Linked DNA regions of Pan troglodytes: region 2 is linked to region 1. A link is a contact called in public HiChIP or PLAC-seq data. All regions are on one chromosome and are shown on one strand. The core of a region is the stretch at or near the end of the contact, and the rest is flanking DNA. Distances in the headings are between cores, read along the strand shown. Region 1 holds the start of H2BC6 (H2B clustered histone 6). Region 2 holds the start of H2BC11 (H2B clustered histone 11).

Region 1 (4,330 bases), core at 224-2,723:
TCAGCAATCTCCTTTAACAAGCTCTCCAGGTGATTCTGATGCACACTGAAGTCTGAGAACCACTATTCTCAGTGCAAAAGTCCTCAGTACAAAATTCACTGCTTGGCACTTGAATATGAAGGAATGACTACCCATTTTCAACCTACTGGATATTCCTTCCATCCACCTTCGCCTGGAAGCTGCTTGTATCAGGCAGTGCAGATGCCTCCTCCCCAAAAGTCATTTCCCCTCCTTTCTTCCTAATACAACTTTCTTTGTTCCCTGACTTGTTCTCCAGAGAAGGCAGAGTTCCTTCTAGCCTCAGGGATCTGATTAATTTGACTACACCTATCCTAAAGATCACATGCCCCTTATTAATGATTGGATTGGGGATAGGTATATAGTCAGTTTTTGTGATTAGGAGAATCCTTAACAATGGAGACCCAACTTCTCTAAGAACATGATTAAGATGAGATGGGGATTGTCGATCAATGAACAATGTGTGTATGTGTGTTTGTGTGCGAGCGCGAGTGTGGTTGCACACTGAGAATTGTTCAAGTCTAATTGGTGAAACCAGACAGGTGAGGCGGTGGAGGGAAGAGGGTTTTATTTTTTCCTTTAGAACCTAAAATAAAAATCCAAATTAAGACCTTTTTGAAGTAATTGAGGAAAGGAAAAAAGCAAATTCAACATTAAGAACTACTTGAAAGCAGTAGTCTCTTCTCCTCCTTCCCCACCCCCGCTCCAGCCCCCCATAATATGGGCTTATTTAGTAAAACCCGTATTTTTAAGGACTCTTGAGAAACGAAGTTTCTCTTCGTAGAGCAAAACTATCAAATTACTATTGCCTCTTAGGTGCTATCGAGTGATACCTCATAAAACACGGAAACCAAAGTTTCATAAAGCCACCAGCCCAGACAGTGAGTGCCATTTTAAGTTTTAAAAACATGCTTATTTCAGCTGCAGGAGTTTCTAGTATCTTCACATGTCAGTATATAGCTCCAATTGTGAAAAGGTGAGTGGCTCTGAAAAGAGCCTTTGGGTTTACTAAGGCAGTTGCAGGGACAAGTTTACTTGGAGCTGGTGTACTTGGTAACGGCCTTGGTGCCCTCTGACACAGCGTGCTTGGCCAGCTCCCCGGGAAGCAGCAGGCGCACGGCCGTCTGGATCTCCCTGGAGGTGATGGTCGAGCGCTTGTTGTAATGCGCCAGGCGGGAAGCCTCGCCGGCGATGCGCTCGAAGATGTCGTTGACAAAGGAATTCATGATCCCCATGGCTTTAGAGGAGATGCCGGTGTCGGGGTGGACCTGTTTCAGCACCTTGTACACGTATACGGAGTAGCTCTCCTTGCGGCTGCGCTTGCGCTTCTTGCCGTCCTTCTTCTGCGCCTTGGTCACGGCCTTCTTGGAACCCTTCTTCGGGGCGGGAGCGGATTTCGCTGGCTCAGGCATGCTATCTGCTGTTCTGCAGGTAGGAAAGAAAATGAAATCTACATCTCCTGATCCTCGGAATTTGTAGACAACGTTATGTAAATGAAGATTTAGTTTCTCCATCTCTGATTCGTTATTTTGTCGGGAACTCTGCATGCAAATGAAGGAGCCTAGGTCTACTCTCCCATTGGTCATATCCTGAGAGCAGTTTTCGAGCGCGGGCCACCTAATTAACATTTTATATAACAAGTTCCTACCATTGCAAACAATTCAGATTAGTTTACTTATTTTAAAAACCAGAAGTTGCTCTCTTCTATGCTTTTATATGCCAGGGAGACAAAGCTCCTGGCGCAGTTACGTCTTCGAATTGAAAGGTCGGTTTAAAAGCTCCTGGAAAAGCTATGCCTTAACCTTCAGATGTAGATTCTGGAGCAGCAGGAGATACCTGAAGAACGGCAAGCTAGGCGACCGGCGATCACCCACACAATCCCGAGAAAAGTGTTTCCCACTTTTTACAGAATGCACAAACACATCGTGAAAATAAAGGGCAGGCAATAAAGCTCCGGAGAAAACAACAACAACAAAAAAGTAAATAGCATCTCTTGAAGAGAGCTAAGACAGGAAAGACTTTCTTAGCCAAAATGGCTACAGTCCTTAATGGAAAAGCAAGTCACACCTAGTTTAGCCCTACAACGAGGATCAGAAATAAATATTCCGTCTAATTAGTGAAAATATTTTTTAAAAAATTAAAATGAAAGCCTATTTAACAAACAGCTTTACTTTCAAGTTAGTATTATCTTTGGCTGAAGCCCGCTGCTTAGCTAACTTCAGTTTAAGAAACTGTTCTTCCTAAATTTGACTGTCCTTTTTAAGCCCCCACTCCTTCACCCCACGCTCCCCAGCCCCCTAGCCCTTCTCCTCTCCTGCCACCATTCCCACTTCCCGGGCCCTAAGTCTCCAGGAATGAAGGTGCTGCGCAAAAAGTATTCCGCTCTGTGGGTTAGCATCTAACAAAAGTGTACTCTGAATTTATTGTGTCTTATCTTTGTTTCACAAAATAATTTGTTTTTCTCACTTCAGTGATGACGAGAAAACCTTAAAATCTGTTTAACATCTTTTTTAATTTTCAATGTAGCTAATGTAGCAGTGTTCAGAATAATAGCTAATGTGCTTTATTTGTATTTATTTAATCAAAAAATCTTGGGCCGGGCGCAGTGGCGCAAGCCTGTAATCCCAGCACTTTGGGAGGCCGAGGCGGGTGGATCACCTGAGGGCAGGAGTTCGAGACCAGCCTGACCAACATGGTGAAACCCCGTCTCTACTGAATACAAAAACTTAGCTGAGTAGGGTGGCACACGCCTGTCATCCCAACTACTTGGGAGCCTGAGGCAGGAGAATCGCTTGAACACGGGAGGTGGGGGTTGCAGTGAGCTGAGACTGCACCGCTGTACTCCAGCCTGGGCAACCAGAGCAAAACTCCTTCTTAAAAAAAAAAAAAAAAAAAAAAGGGCTGGGCACGGTGGCTCACGCCTGTAATCCCAGCAGTTTGGGAGGCTGAGGCGGGCGGATCACAAGGTCAGGAGATCGAGACCATCCTGGCTAACACGGTGAAACCCTGTCTCTACTAAAAATACAAAAAATTAGCTGGGTGTGGTGGTGAGCGCCTGTAGTCCCAGCTACTCGGAAGACTGAGGCAGGAGAATGGCGTGAACCTGGGAGGCGGAGCTTGCAGTGTGCCGAGATTGGCACTGCACTACAGCCTGGGCAACAGAGCGAGACTCTGTCTCAAAGAGGGAGAGAGGAAAAAAAAAAAAAGGTCTGGCGTGGTGTCTCACTCCTGTAATCCCAACACTTTGGGAGGCCGAGGCATGCGGATCCCGAGATCAGGAGTTTGAGACCAGCCTGGCCAGTATAGTGGAACCCTGTCGCTGCTAAAAATACAAAAATTAGCCGGGCGTGGTGGCGCATGCCTGTAGTCTCAGCTACTTGGGAGGCTGAGGGAGATCCCGGGAGGCCGAGGTTGCAGTGAGCCGAGACCGCACCATTGCACTCCAGCCTAGGTGACAGAGCAACAGCAAGACTCCATCTCAAAAAACAAAACAAAACAAACAAACAAAAAAACATGTGATATTACTTTTGTTCTCATTTAACAGAAGGGGAAATTAGAGTACCCAAGTTGCGGCATCCTGCCCCAAACCCCATCGCTTATACTAGGTGTAACCAGAATGATGATTTAGGCAGTCTGGCTTGGATCTAGTCTGTTAGAAAACACCTTCACCTACCTTGGTGGGCTGTGTTGCAAAAAGAGAAAAATGCTTCTTGTTCTTCTTATGTTAAAAGAATGGAAAATGAAGCATTTCTTTAATGACTATAAGAGGTTGTTAGAAATGAAAAAAAAACCTCTGATGGTATATCTAGTCAGTAGAGAAAAAGGAGAAAGACAAATGAGAGAAAATTTAAACCGTATTAAGGGAAAAGTGGCAGAGGGAGAGAAAAAAAGAAACAGACACAATGGAAAGAGAGACAGACGTGAAGAGTAGGATAAAAAGAAAGAAATTCACCTAAAGAGGATGAACTAATACGTTGGAGAGACACAAAATGAACATACACAAAGAAAACCAGAGGGAGAGGAGTCCAGTGATACAATCTGCAACTGCAAGAAGAAACAGAAAGAAAAGTGCAGATGAAGGCCCTTAGCTACATCCAAACTACACATATCAGATATTCAACTGACAAGATTGGATTGAGACCCTTAAATGATTTTAATGAGGCAGGTAACATTGCCATTTGTGATTTTTGAAATTCCTGCTAAAGACTAAAATTATTGCACTTTTATATCTATATGAATAAAAATGGTGATGTGGCACATAAGAAAAAGATAGGGGAAATTTAAAAAATGACAAAAACTGTAGAGTGGCATT
Region 2 (4,063 bases), core at 489-2,988, 950 kb before region 1:
GAAAACTGCCAGTCTTGCTAGGAGGCCTCAGTTTGTGTGAGGAACGCCCAATACCCTGTACTTTTCTAATAGTCATAAACATTTCTAATATTTCTAATGTACATTTCTAATACTCATCAACATTTGTTGAACCATATTATAATCCTCTATATATTTTCCCTCATATCTGTGAGGCAGACGTTTTAACAGTCTGTGTGCTAACACTTTACCTCAGATTTCTTCATGGGTTTTAAGGTTTATTATTAACTATCCTGTCAAGTTCTTCTAGGTAAGCAACTTGGGATATTAGGCCTTTCCAAATGAGCCATCTTTCTTGGGCTCCAGATAACGTCATCCCAGTATTTTACTCACTTCATTTTAAAGGAATACTTTGCAACATGCAGTAGGGTGGGTAAGAGAATGCTTCACGGCTATCCATCAGGAAAGATGTGAGTCTCTGACAGAGCCTTTGCAGGGAGGTGGACTATTGTGTCACAAAGTTCTGCAGCCTCGCTCTCGTGCAGCGGCGTCACCGCCGAGCTCTCGCAGGAGCGGCAGCTTGCTGATCAGCAGCTCGGAGTTCTGGTAGCGCCGAACGTCGCGCAGGGCCACTGTGCCGGACACGTAGCGGCGGGACTTCTTCATGCCGCCCTGGCCCGCGTGGAACAGCTGTCTGCTAAATTCTAGCCCGGGCGATAACTCTTTTGGGCCAAAGTGCTTCAAGAACTCACGAAGCCACTGGTGCTCTGTGGACACATACTAAGTTTAAAATTAAGTAATGGCCTAAGAGATTTGTTCACATCTTAACTTTTAAGCGTGGTAGAATCTGGACCACCTTCCCTCTAGTTTTTCTTTTAAATCTGCGGTGTTCGCTACGCTGTTTTCAAAAAGATGGGTAACTTATGATTAGAGTCTTGTCCATGTCTCACTTTCTTTCACATGGAATAAATGTTAAGTTCTTTTAGAGAAAACGTGGGTGGCCCTGAAAAGAGCCGTTGGTTTGGACTCGATTTTACTTGAGCTGCCACAAACTAGTCCAGATAGTTACTTGCCCTTCGCCTTGTGATGGCTCTCAGTCTTTTTGGGCAGTAGCACGGCCTGAATGTTGGGCAGGACACCGCCCTGTGCGATGGTGACTTTGCCCAGCAGCTTGTTGAGCTCCTCGTCGTTGCGGATGGCCAGTTGGAGGTGACGCGGGATGATACGGGTCTTCTTGTTGTCGCGGGCCGCGTTGCCCGCCAGTTCCAGGATCTCGGCGGTCAGGTACTCCAGCACCGCTGCCAGATACACCGGCGCGCCGGCCCCGACCCGCTCGGCATAGTTGCCTTTGCGGAGCAGGCGGTGCACTCGGCCCACGGGGAACTGGAGACCGGCCCTAGAAGAGCGGGTCTTGGCCTTAGCGCGGGCTTTGCCTCCCTGCTTGCCACGTCCAGACATAGCTGCCGCAACTCACTACGAGCAACCACAAAGTGAAGGGGAAAGGCGGCGCTTTTTATAAACACTATTGGGCGCGAAAAAGAAGACGTGTTGTTGGTTAGGGCTGCAGTTTAATTTCAACCAATAGTAGTGCGTCTTCTGGATTTGCGAATCCTGATTGGGCAGACCTGACCTCTGACGTTACCCTGAATAACTACCAATCAGACACAAGACTTCAACTCTTCACCTTATTTGCATAAGAGATTCTATATAAAAGCGCCTTGTCATACCCTGCTCACGCTCTTTTTCCTTTTCGTTGGCGCTTTGTAGCTACACAGTGCTATGCCAGAGCCAGCGAAGTCTGCTCCCGCCCCGAAAAAGGGCTCCAAGAAGGCGGTGACTAAGGCGCAGAAGAAAGACGGCAAGAAGCGCAAGCGCAGCCGCAAGGAGAGCTATTCCATCTACGTGTACAAGGTTCTGAAGCAGGTCCACCCTGACACCGGCATTTCGTCCAAGGCCATGGGCATCATGAATTCGTTTGTGAACGACATTTTCGAGCGCATCGCAGGTGAGGCTTCCCGCCTGGCGCATTACAACAAGCGCTCGACCATCACCTCCAGGGAGATCCAGACGGCCGTGCGCCTGCTGCTGCCCGGGGAGTTGGCCAAGCACGCCGTGTCCGAGGGCACCAAGGCCGTCACCAAGTACACCAGCGCTAAGTAAACAGTGAGTTGGTTGCAAACTCTCAACCCTAACGGCTCTTTTAAGAGCCACCCATGTTCTCAAAGAAAGAGCTGGTGCTTGTATTCCTCCTCTGCTGGCCACTGACAAACCCTTGTAACTCGCTACTGTGTTTTTTAGTCTGAAGTAAAGGAGTTATTTAACTAATCCTTAATGACTTTTTTTTAGATCTGCCATTCTAATCTTAGAGTTAAGTAAGGAGATGGGAAATTTTCTATTATAAGTTCGAAACCAATTAAAATACGTTAGAAACCAATTAAAATACTCGTCGGTCCCCCGTCGGTTAGTGATTTGGAACAGTGCCAAGTTGCAGCGGTTGTCAGTTTGAATTTGCCCGGGCAACGCCCGCCCTTCCTCTGCATCCTGATTGGTTGTTGTATCCAGGAAGTCCACGGTCGGCTTGGGTGCGCCAAAGGAATCCAAACCCCGCCTTTATTTGGCCTTCCTTACAAACTCAGTAAACTGTTTCTCATTCTTTAGTATTTTATCGCTTTCGGGAAGGAGATTTATTTCTAATTAGTTTTCGTTGGATAGAGCGTTTTTTTTTTTTTTTTAAAGGGACCCTTTATGGCAACATAGTCTTTTTTTTTGTTTTTGAGAAGGAGACTTCCTCTGTCGCCCAGACTGGAGTGCGGTGGCGCGATCTCAGCTCACTGCAGCCTCTGCCTCCCGGGTTCCAGCGATTCTCCTGCTTCAGCCTTCCGTGTAGCTGGGATTACAGGCATGCGCCACCACGCCCGGATAATTTTTGTATTTTTAGTAGAGATGGGGTTTCACCATGTTGGCTAGGCTGGTCTCGAACTGACTTCAGGTGATCCACTAGCCTCAGCCTTAAAGTGCTAGGATTACAGGCATGAGCCATCAAGCCCGGCTACAACGGAATTTGAATGCCGTAGTTTTCAGCCTGAGAAAGATCAATGCTTTATTTCTGATTAGAATACTATTTTCCCTTTATGGTATATCTATATAAGCAAAGGCATTAGAAGCCTAAACAGGACAATTCGGGGCGTAATGAAGGCAGAAAGCTTGAGGACATTTATCCCAGACTCTTTTCTGAAACAAGTCAATTTCAATTTTAAAACTCCTTTCGTTAGTATTTTAAATACTGTTTTTGACTGCCTAGAAGAAGTGAGGAAAAACAAGTTCCCCCTTATTCAGGTTGTCACAAATGAGAACCAGTCACCCAACAAACGATGTTGCTCTAGGTTGTAACTTCAGTCATGTGTCTCTTAGGTAAAAATCCAAGGTCTATAAAGCATTTGGAAGCTCCCACTATGACTGGGTTTTGGTTTCAAAGGTAGTAATTGTATATAAGCTTGAGTTACTATCTAGTTTATTTAAAATGGATCTAAATTTAGCACAGTAATAACATCTAAAACAATTAGTATTTTTGTTAAATCCACTATCAAATACACACGTTTCCCTTGTTGACTCAAGTCCTGTTTTTTTCAAAGCCCAGTTAAATATTGCCTGCTTTATGAAATTTCTTCTATTTTTTTAGCTTTTTCTCGGACACTTGTCCAGCCTTTGAAAACTGTCTCTGTAGAGTTTCTAAAATATGTATCTCTCTGAATTGCTATCTGGTTTGTTGTATATATTTCTATGTAGAAAATATACACTCAAGTTCTTTTCCTTCACCGTACTAAGGATAACTGAACTGTTATCAATTCTGTGAATAAACAGAACTTAAATTACTTTTATGACATTATTGTTATGTTACATGGGCCTCTGACCCTCTCTATTAATCCAAATAGTCAGATGATAATTTCCAAGCTAAATAACTTGCTTCTTTGTCTTACAGGATATAGAAATCAGAATAAAAAGCAGGGTTTGTAAGAAAAGGAGGATTGCGACTGACTCATGGGTATATTGTCCAGCCACAGGTGAAAATTTGTAAAGGCTAGGTTTTCGAAAACTATACAAAGTT

What was found. HiChIP or PLAC-seq counts read pairs in DNA pulled down with a chosen protein or histone mark.
Region 2: an H3K4me3 HiChIP or PLAC-seq map of stem cell-derived excitatory neurons shows a contact between it and region 1, with 4 times the contacts expected there. The contact joins the promoter of H2BC11 here to the promoter of H2BC6 in region 1. A contact is called at or near these places in 1 of 7 Hi-C or Micro-C datasets (induced pluripotent stem cells) and 1 of 1 datasets of contacts at active chromatin or transcription factors (stem cell-derived excitatory neurons).

The regions. Positions count from the first base shown.
Region 1 is chr5:32,149,542-32,153,871 of NHGRI_mPanTro3-v2.0_pri, reverse strand. It overlaps H2BC6 (H2B clustered histone 6), which reads right to left and starts at 1,473. Exons shown (of 1, transcript XM_016955024.3): 1 at 565-1,473. The coding sequence starts at 1,430. The coding sequence ends at 1,050.
Region 2 is chr5:33,097,498-33,101,560 of NHGRI_mPanTro3-v2.0_pri, reverse strand. It overlaps H2BC11 (H2B clustered histone 11), which reads left to right and starts at 1,738. Exons shown (of 4, transcript XR_008548791.2): 1 at 1,738-2,121. H2AC11 (H2A clustered histone 11) reads right to left here and starts at 1,416. Exons shown (of 1, transcript XM_063812256.1): 1 at 1-1,416. The coding sequence starts at 1,416. The coding sequence ends at 1,024.